2 separate regions of the Sus scrofa genome follow, and region 2 is linked to region 1. The links are chromatin contacts, called in public Hi-C maps. All regions are on one chromosome and are shown on one strand. The core of a region is the stretch at or near the end of the contact, and the rest is flanking DNA. Distances in the headings are between cores, read along the strand shown.

The links. A called contact is a pair of places that touch in the nucleus more often than the background predicts.
Region 2: a contact with region 1 is called in a Hi-C map of liver, with 6 times the contacts expected there. The contact joins two enhancer-like sites. A contact is called at or near these places in 2 of 47 Hi-C or Micro-C datasets (fibroblasts and liver).

What each region holds. Positions count from the first base shown.
Region 1 is chr6:31,510,913-31,515,342 of Sscrofa11.1, forward strand. The region is part of intron 1 of FTO (fat mass and obesity associated); the gene reads right to left. Among named protein-coding and RNA genes, the nearest start is that of FTO, 52 kb to the right of the region's middle. Within about 2 kb of position 1,984, at least 24 of the 83 cell types and tissues checked have an H3K27ac peak or open chromatin away from gene starts, as enhancers often do. A contact at or near this core is called in liver, where this site is marked.
Region 2 is chr6:31,653,418-31,657,427 of Sscrofa11.1, forward strand. RPGRIP1L (protein fantom) reads left to right here. Exons shown (of 25, transcript XM_021097100.1): 24 at 1,944-2,077. Among named protein-coding and RNA genes, the nearest start is that of RPGRIP1L, 90 kb to the left of the region's middle. Within about 2 kb of position 1,999, at least 3 of the 83 cell types and tissues checked have an H3K27ac peak or open chromatin away from gene starts, as enhancers often do. A contact at or near this core is called in liver, where this site is marked.

The DNA of each region.
Region 1 (4,430 bases), core at 734-3,233:
AATCTGCAGCAACATGGATGGACCCAGATTATCATACTAAGTGAAGAAAGCCAGACAATGACAAATACCACTTATGTGTGGAATCTAAAAAAAAAAGATATAAATGAACTTATGTACAAACAAAAATAAACCCACAGATATAGAAAACAAACTTACGGTTACCAAAAGGGCAAGGGGGGTGGAGGGATAAAGTAGGAGTTTGGGATTAGCATATATACACTCCTATATATAAACTAGGTAATCAACAAGGATCTACTATATAGCAGAACGATACTCAATATTTTGTAATAATGTATAAGGGAAAAGAATCCAAAAAAGAATGTGCGTGTGCATGCGCACGCGCGCGTGTGTCTGTGTGTGCACGTGCGTGTGTAACTGAATTACCATGCTGTACACCTAAAACTAATACAACACTGTAAAGCAACTATACTTTAATAAAAAATTAAATATATGAAAACAGTAATTATAGCAAAAAAAGAATATGAATCATCATTTGCTTTGAAGTTTTGTCTTCTGTTCTCCATGGTGTCCTGTTTTCTCTGGGATCCTTTCCTTCTGTTGTTTCTTCATATGCTGTCACTCTTGCTGGAGGGACTCCGCAGTGTTTGGTGATCCTTGCCTCTCAATCCATGATTTCAAATGAGGCAACACAGTTGAGATCGGAGGCTCTATGTACAGAAACTGAGTTGGTCAACCAGTGGGCCTGGCTCTACAGTGCTGTGATGGAAACCTGGCCTTTCTTTCTTTTTCTTTTGGCCCTTTCTTTCGACTTTCCCCCCACATGTCAACCTACGTCTTTTTCTTTGGGCTGGTCAGTTTCCTGGAAGAGGAATCCTCACATCGCCTCCTCTGGTGACATTGGTCACAGAACCTCCCTAAGTAACAGAGATCACAAAAGGCAGACCTCGGCTGCTTCCAGTCTGAGGAAGTAAATATGGGACCTTTGGACTTTACGGGGTTTAAATTTCAATTAGTAGACTGCTCTTTAAAAGAAAGAGTTCCCAATAAAAAATCCACATCTTCAGCTTCTTTCAAGAAATGGGAGTATCTGCAAACACTGGGCCCACGTTTGCACACCAGAGCTAAGTTACAGCTGGCCCCTTTAGGAGGTACACGTACTTCTTACTCCACCACTGGCACCGCCAGACCCTGCTGTCCCTCCTCGGTAGATAAAGGGTAAGTTTCTTGCTATAACGAGATGTGACTGCATAAAAGGAAAAACACATTCAATTTATTTGATTTGGAGTTATCCTGGAAAAAGGCTGAATGACCCAATGGAACAGCAGTAAGACAAAACAGACCCCAGCACACAGCAACAACAGGCAAGTGAAACCTTGTATACTTTGTACTCAGAAAATAAACCTCATTCCAAGATCTAAGTGCCTCACTCACCACAACCAGAAGAAGCTCTTCTCAAAGGGCCAAAGATCTGGATTTCAGCTGCACCAGAGGAGTGGGGGGTGGGGGTGGGGAGAAGGCGAGGGGAGGGCGAGAGAGGCCCGAGAGAAAGGAACAGAGGTTTGTGCTTTGAATTCCTAGAGGGAAGGGAAATTTTCAAAATATTTCCCTCTACCAAAAGGCAGAGAGATCATGCTTTATAGGGGTAAAGACAGAGCAAGTTTTGAATTCATAGACTTATAAAAGCCCTAAAGTCTCTTTCCTTAGATAACATATTTGGTATAATTTTATATCTTAACATGTCATATTAAATATGAATGCATATTTTTAATATAGTACATAGATGAATGACATGACCAAGCTTTGAAGCATATCAGGAAAACTCTTAGAAGTTTCCCAAGACAGTTTAGCCGTGTTCAAATAACTTTCGCAACCCAAAATGATCATCCATTACAAATATCCAGTGACATCATTTTTTTTTTTTAAACTTGTTGGAAAACAGGTTTGACTCAGTTTCAGACTTACAACTCCTCCCCGTGACTGCTGGCTATATACCTATTAGCTAAAAACAACAATGCGACAAAACTCGCTTTTGGATTAACAACCCTGTCATTTATCCTTTAAATGTTTATCTCCTTTGGTCACAATTTTATTGTAGTTAAACAGCAACTAGTGTGTGACCAAAAGCATTCAAATGCTCTGAGCACACAAAGAGCGCACTGTTCTGTTTTCCAGCTGGATGGACTTTTACTTGAGTGAACAAAAGACAAGATCCTGCTATTCTTCAAATGAAAAGGCAAGAAACAGCAAGGAAAAACATGGCACAGAAAACCTCTCTCTGGGTTCACTTTGCAAATGGTAATGAGAACAAGTGAACCAAATAGCTGCGGTTTTTTTCTCCTCCAAAAGTTTTTTAAAAATCGTGAAAAAAAATGATTACAGCATCTCTTTTTTAAGGGTTGTATTAATAATCATTTATGACCCACGATAGCAAATCTAGTGCATGTTATCTGATATAGGTAATGTTAGAGGAAGGATGGCTACATGCAAATATTATGGCCTAAAACCAATGTGTCAGGCAAAATATAAACAGCGGTCTCAGACAAGGGAACTGAAAGCAACAATGAGACTTGACATTGGCCACCTGAAATCTTGAAAATCTCCCCAAGCCCTTAAGAAAGCAGGTGAAGTTGCAGCCCTAACAATCTAAAAAAACAAAAGCTGTTGCTGCCACCAACACTGCAAAGTGGTGAGGGCTCCCTGATAGGACTCTTACAAAAGGTCCTTAAGATCAGCCCTCATTATCATTTTCCTGAATTAGCTACATTCTGTTCCAGCCTTTGTATGAACCTATCTCTCATATATCTTTCATACTAATGGATCTCTCCTGTCTTTAGTTCTTAAGTAAGTTAACATTATCATTGTCGTAGGTTGTTTTAATTTGTAGGAGTTGAAAGAAAGAAGAGTGAGGGATCTGTTGGAATTCTGACATTAATACTCAGGATGACAGAAGGAAATCTACGGGCTTGGGACTGACTTTCCTCTTCCGCACTGTGTAGAAACTGTATTATCTAGGATTAGGTTAGGCTGCAAGGGACAGAAAATCCAAAATGGCAGTGGCTTCACCAGGCTGGTAGGGGGGTTCGCGGGCTGTCCTCAGAGACTCAAGCCCCTTCCAGCTCACCTCTCTTGCTCCCCCTAAGGACTGGCCCTCACTCTCAAGATCCAAATGCAGCATTTCCACTCCAGGCAGCAGGATAAAAGCCCTGAGAGGAAAAGGGCAAAGGGCACACACCAGCTTTCTCTTAAGGAAACATCCCAGAAACTACCACAGGTGACAGCCTCTTAGTCACCCAGTCACACCTAACTGCAGAGGGGGCTGGGAAAGTCTGTTCTGTCTATTCTGGGTGGCTAATGGCCCTGAAAAGAAGGGCTTTGGGAGTTAAAGTGCAGTCATGACTACAAAGAGATTTCCTAGTTTTATAAAACTAGAAATAGTTGACAATGTCAGGCCAAAAAAAAAAATCTTCAGAGTAAGGAACTTGCAAATGCTCCCAACAGAAGAGCCACAGAAATACATGGACTTGACAACGAAGCCCTGGAACTACTCCCTATAATCTCTTGAGTACACCTCAATGATCTGGATCAGAGAGCTGAATAATCTCAGGTCCTTTTCTCCCCCAGGAGTGAGTGTCCTTGTTCCTGTGACCCCCACAGACCTGGAAGTTTCTCTCCTGGGTCATATCAACTGTCCCAATTCCTCAGCCTCGCAGCACAATCACCTCCCATCGTCAAGAATGAGAGGCCTTTCACATCCAAGGGGCAAATTTCACACAAATGACATTTGGCTGATGCCCAAAGGTGACAGGGATGAGAGCAGGATAAATAAAGAATAATGTAGAAGCCAGTTGGGGCAGCCTTTCATTATAGTCCTTTCAAGAGCTATTAATCTTGGTCATAGTCAGTCGGCTAAAAATAATTACTTCTTCTAACACATGTTGTACACACCAACTAGCAGTAGTAACGGGCCAGCCCTTTTACCCTAGGAAAGATATGGCCTCTGACTTGCCTAGAGCCATCTGAGGTAATGGCTGCACAATGTTCCAGCCCAAGTTCCTCTTCAGTCTTACCTAAGAATAATATCAAAAGAACCACCACCAGCAATATTGTCAGACTATCATCGTTAAGTTGTAGAAGTACCCCGAAGAATAAAGACTATTAGAAATATTTTACAAGAAGATTTGTCACTCCCTTTGTTTATAATGAAAGTAAATAACATTTTAAGTACTTAAGCATCATGTTTCCCCCAAAGTATTGCATTGCCGAGGTATTTAAATGAAGTGCTGATTGTCCTAATTCACCATGAATTTCCAGAGTTCCCCCCCTTAGGGTTTCTTTGAACTTGTAAGCCAGTTTAGCTAGTAGAAAAAGCTCAGGATCTGGAATTCTAGAGATGCAGCTCTGGAATCAAGCAGTTTCGTCATCTCTAAGAAGCCAACAATCTCTGAGTTTTACTGGGCTTCAGCTGTACT
Region 2 (4,010 bases), core at 749-3,248, 140 kb after region 1:
AGTGATATAGATATGATCCTTAGGGAGTTCACTTCATGACTCAGCAGTTAACAAACACGACTAGGATCCATGAGGATGCAGGTTCGATTCCTGACCTCGCTCAGTAGGTTAAGGTTCCAGCATTGCCATGAGCTGTGGTGTAGGCCACAGAGGTGGATCAGATCCTGTGTTGCTGTGGGTGGTGTAGGCCAGCAGCTGTAGCTCTGATTCAACCCCCAGCCTGGGAACTTACATATGCTGCAGGTACGGCCCTAAAAAGCAAAAAAAAAAGATATGATCTTTAGATATGAAGACATTATATAAAGATAAAATTTATTATTATTACAGTCTGTGTAGCCTGTATTTTTTTCTGGAAGCCTTGTAGGTGTAATTGCATCAAAGATCACTTCCAATTCCTGTTCTTTTAAGTGTATTCATTTTAGGGCAGTTTCTTTCATCATTGTTCTTCTTGATTAATTGACTGATAGAGTCATTGTATAATTTGGGTGTCTCAGTTTTCAACTGAAGGAAGCCTTTCCCATGTCATTATTATCTCTCCCCTTAGAAATGTGGAACCTGAAGGAGCCCTACCTAGGTTAAAAATAGTCATAATAAAAGAGCAAATATTTACTCGATGCTTACTGAGTTCCAGGCACTGTTTCCATGTATCATCTCATTTGATCCTCACAAGAGCCTCTGAATTGTTCCTATTTTACAGATAGGGAAGCTGAGATCAGAGAGGTTAAGTGATTTGTACAGGGTCACATAGCTAATTGGTAGGAAGGCAGAAATTTGAACCCAGAATGGATGCCCTTAACCACTCCATCTTAATCCCTCTATTTTATGCATCATATAAAATATCCGTCTTATTCACGTGCAGCACAGGATCTGCACTCTTCCCAATTACACAAGTATTGTGTAAATAAGCATTACCTTTGGTTTCAACCTAAGGGATTTCTATTTTCTAATCAAAATGTATTGCTAGCTAAAAACAAGTACTTAGTTAAGGAATGAAATGTTGACTACTTATTTTTAGCAAATTATTTTAAAATGCTGTCATGTTTACCGGTAAGTGCTTGAAGGATTTTACTTGTGCATATTTTTCAAGGCATGATGTTCTCAGAGACTTAGATTTTTACCTAAGAATGTTATCTAAGAAGCAAGTTTCTTGTTTTGTTTCTGATTTGGGATGGATACATTTTGAAAATGGTTAAAATGGTAGTTTACAAGCATTCATGGTTTAAGCTATGCTGCCAAGACATATCAAAAGAGTACTTAACTGTAAATTCCTGTCATTTGGTCAATCCAAATGTGTTTGGCCTGAACACAAGCCACTAATTCAAATCAGTTCCATCATAACCCTACAATTATGTGTCTAAAAGTAAAATAAAACTTGGATGCTATGATTGTAAGTTAAAAGATTGCTGAAGTAATACAAACATTTCATATAGCTGTTGGGCAAAGCTGTAACATTTATCTAACATAATTCCGAATATATAGAACACAGTTGGAAAAATTGCTTAGTAGTCACTCCAAAGCTGTGCATTCATTTCTATAGAAAATGTTGCATTTAGGTGGAAAATGCTTCCCTAACCTCCATGGTCTTTTTTCACTTGATCCTTTTAGCCTTAGAAGTAGACGTGTCAAAATACGATCAGATAGTGCATAATAGAGTGAACATCTGGTTCTTCTCTTTGCCTAGTAATTTTCTCAGATTCTAGACTTAAATGGTAATCAGTGCTTAGAAAAGTGGATTAGTGTTCATGTGAAGGCTGAGTGTGCTATAATAATTCTAATAGTTCATATAATAACTTATCTAACCTAATATAATTTTCTTTTTATTGGAATAATTGGAAACTTGGAGATTTCACAGTTAGAGATAAAAACCCATTCGGGGGTTTTGTTCCGTGGTGATTTTTTTTTTCTCACTTTGTAGTGATGTTCTCTGTCCTTCCCCTTCTCAGCGTCCGCTTCACTGTGGTCAGTGACCCCCCAGAGGATGAGCAGGATCTGGAGTGTGAGGACATTGGCATGGCTAACATTGACCTCGCTGACATGTTCCGGGAAGGGAGCGACATCATCGAGCAAAATATTGACGGTACGGGTGGAAGTGTTGCTCAATCTGTACAACCAGCAATTGCTGAAATCCAAATTCTTTATTAAAACCTTTCTGCTGGCTTCAGAGATTTCGAGTCACACATTAGCTGAATCCTTTGCAACGCAAGCTGTCTTTTTGCAAAGCTGGAGTCCCCTCCCTACATCCCCCTCTGACCCTCCCCTTCTGCCTTCCCTTGAATCAACAGAAATTTAAAAATAATTTATTGCATTTCACAAGGAATTATTCATTGTGTGAGTATGGGGGGTTGTGTGTGTGGCAAAAATTCAGCCATTGGATTTTTCTAATGTTGTTTATGGAAGCCTCATGCTGTCAAGCCTTGCTTCAGCTAAGGCATGTTATTCTGAGTGATCATTATAGTGTCTTTTGCAAGGCTTCTCTTTAATTCAGTTTTACAGTTCAGCAGTACAGTCACTGCAAATAACTGAGTGGTTTTAGCCACTTGTTTCCCATTGGGATTCAGGGAGGAGTGAGGGATTCCTGATAAAAAGTGCTCTCCTAGGTTTTCACATCACCAGGTATGCGTCCCAGCAATGCCTGATTTCCACTCTTTATCCTTAAGTGCCATATCTAGAACATGCTGAAGGAGTTGTACTTTACGGAATCAAGACAAAAAAAAAAATCATAATCAGGGGTGGCCTAGGCTATACAGTAAGTGGAGAAATGAGACTGAGTTCTCCTCTCATTTGTTAAGTCAGCAGAGCCATCCACCACCGGGAAAATGTACACGGTTTGTTTACTCATTTATCCATGCATTAAATGAACACTTAATTGAACATCTCTTAAGTGCCAGGCACTCTGCTCTCACCGTAGTTGGGTAGTTGGCGTAGTTCAGATGTTAAGCTGCTTGTCAAGCTGGATATGTATCCAGTGCTCCAAGGTTAGGATCAAGCCAAATAACTAACCAAATTAGACCAAGGAACCAAATTAGGAACCTATTCTGGGAAATTTTATAAATGATACATATCACATACACAATCACAACTTTGGCAGGCGTAGAAGTAGAAGATGAGAGGATTAAAATATTAGCCTAAATCCTATTAAAGACACCCAGAACCAAGAGAGTCTGACAAAAATGATCAAAATGATCTATGCTTTATATTCTTAATCTTTTCTCCAGTCAGTCCTCTTTGGAAACCCATCTTCTCTTTCTGCAAGACCACATGGGACTACCCTGATTTGATATAAACAGCTCTTGTGGCCTTGTTCTGGGAAAGAATCAGAAAATTAAACACTGGTCCCATCAAGTGTTTTATGCTTTGCTCCATGCCAGATGTAGAAGTGAGATGTCCCAAAAAGAGGCAACTTGGCAGTGTGTTGGGGACCACTTGTGCCCCTGCAATCTTCTTGCTTGCTCATTTATCCACCTAAGTCATTGTATACTACATTTTATCTGAAGGTTTCCTTACAGATTTTCTTGGAATTAAACATACACACAGGCGTTCCCTCCATGGTGTAGTGGGTTAATAATCCAGCCGCAGCGGCTTGAGTTACTGCAGAGATGTGAGTTCGATCCCAGTGGGTTAAAGGATCCGGCATTGTCGCAGCTGTGGTATGGGTCACAGGTGTGGTTCAGATTCAGTCCCTGGATGAGAAACTTGCATATACTGCAAATGTAGCCAATAAGTAAATAAATACACACATACACACACACACACACACACATTGAAAGTTCTAGGAAAATAAAGAAGACACTATATGGACTCATAAGTGCTATCAGACTTAACAAAGTCGAAAATTCTGGCCTTGAGTCACTAGTGGGTATCACCGTTCCCAGAGGGATGGGATCCCAGGTACTGAATCAGCGTCCCATTCGGCCCCCAACATAGTGCTCAGAGGATTATCAAGCAGTCGGCTTCGATACACAAGTTGTGCCCAGAAAAGCCCACAGACACTCAAAATTTTACATCTATTT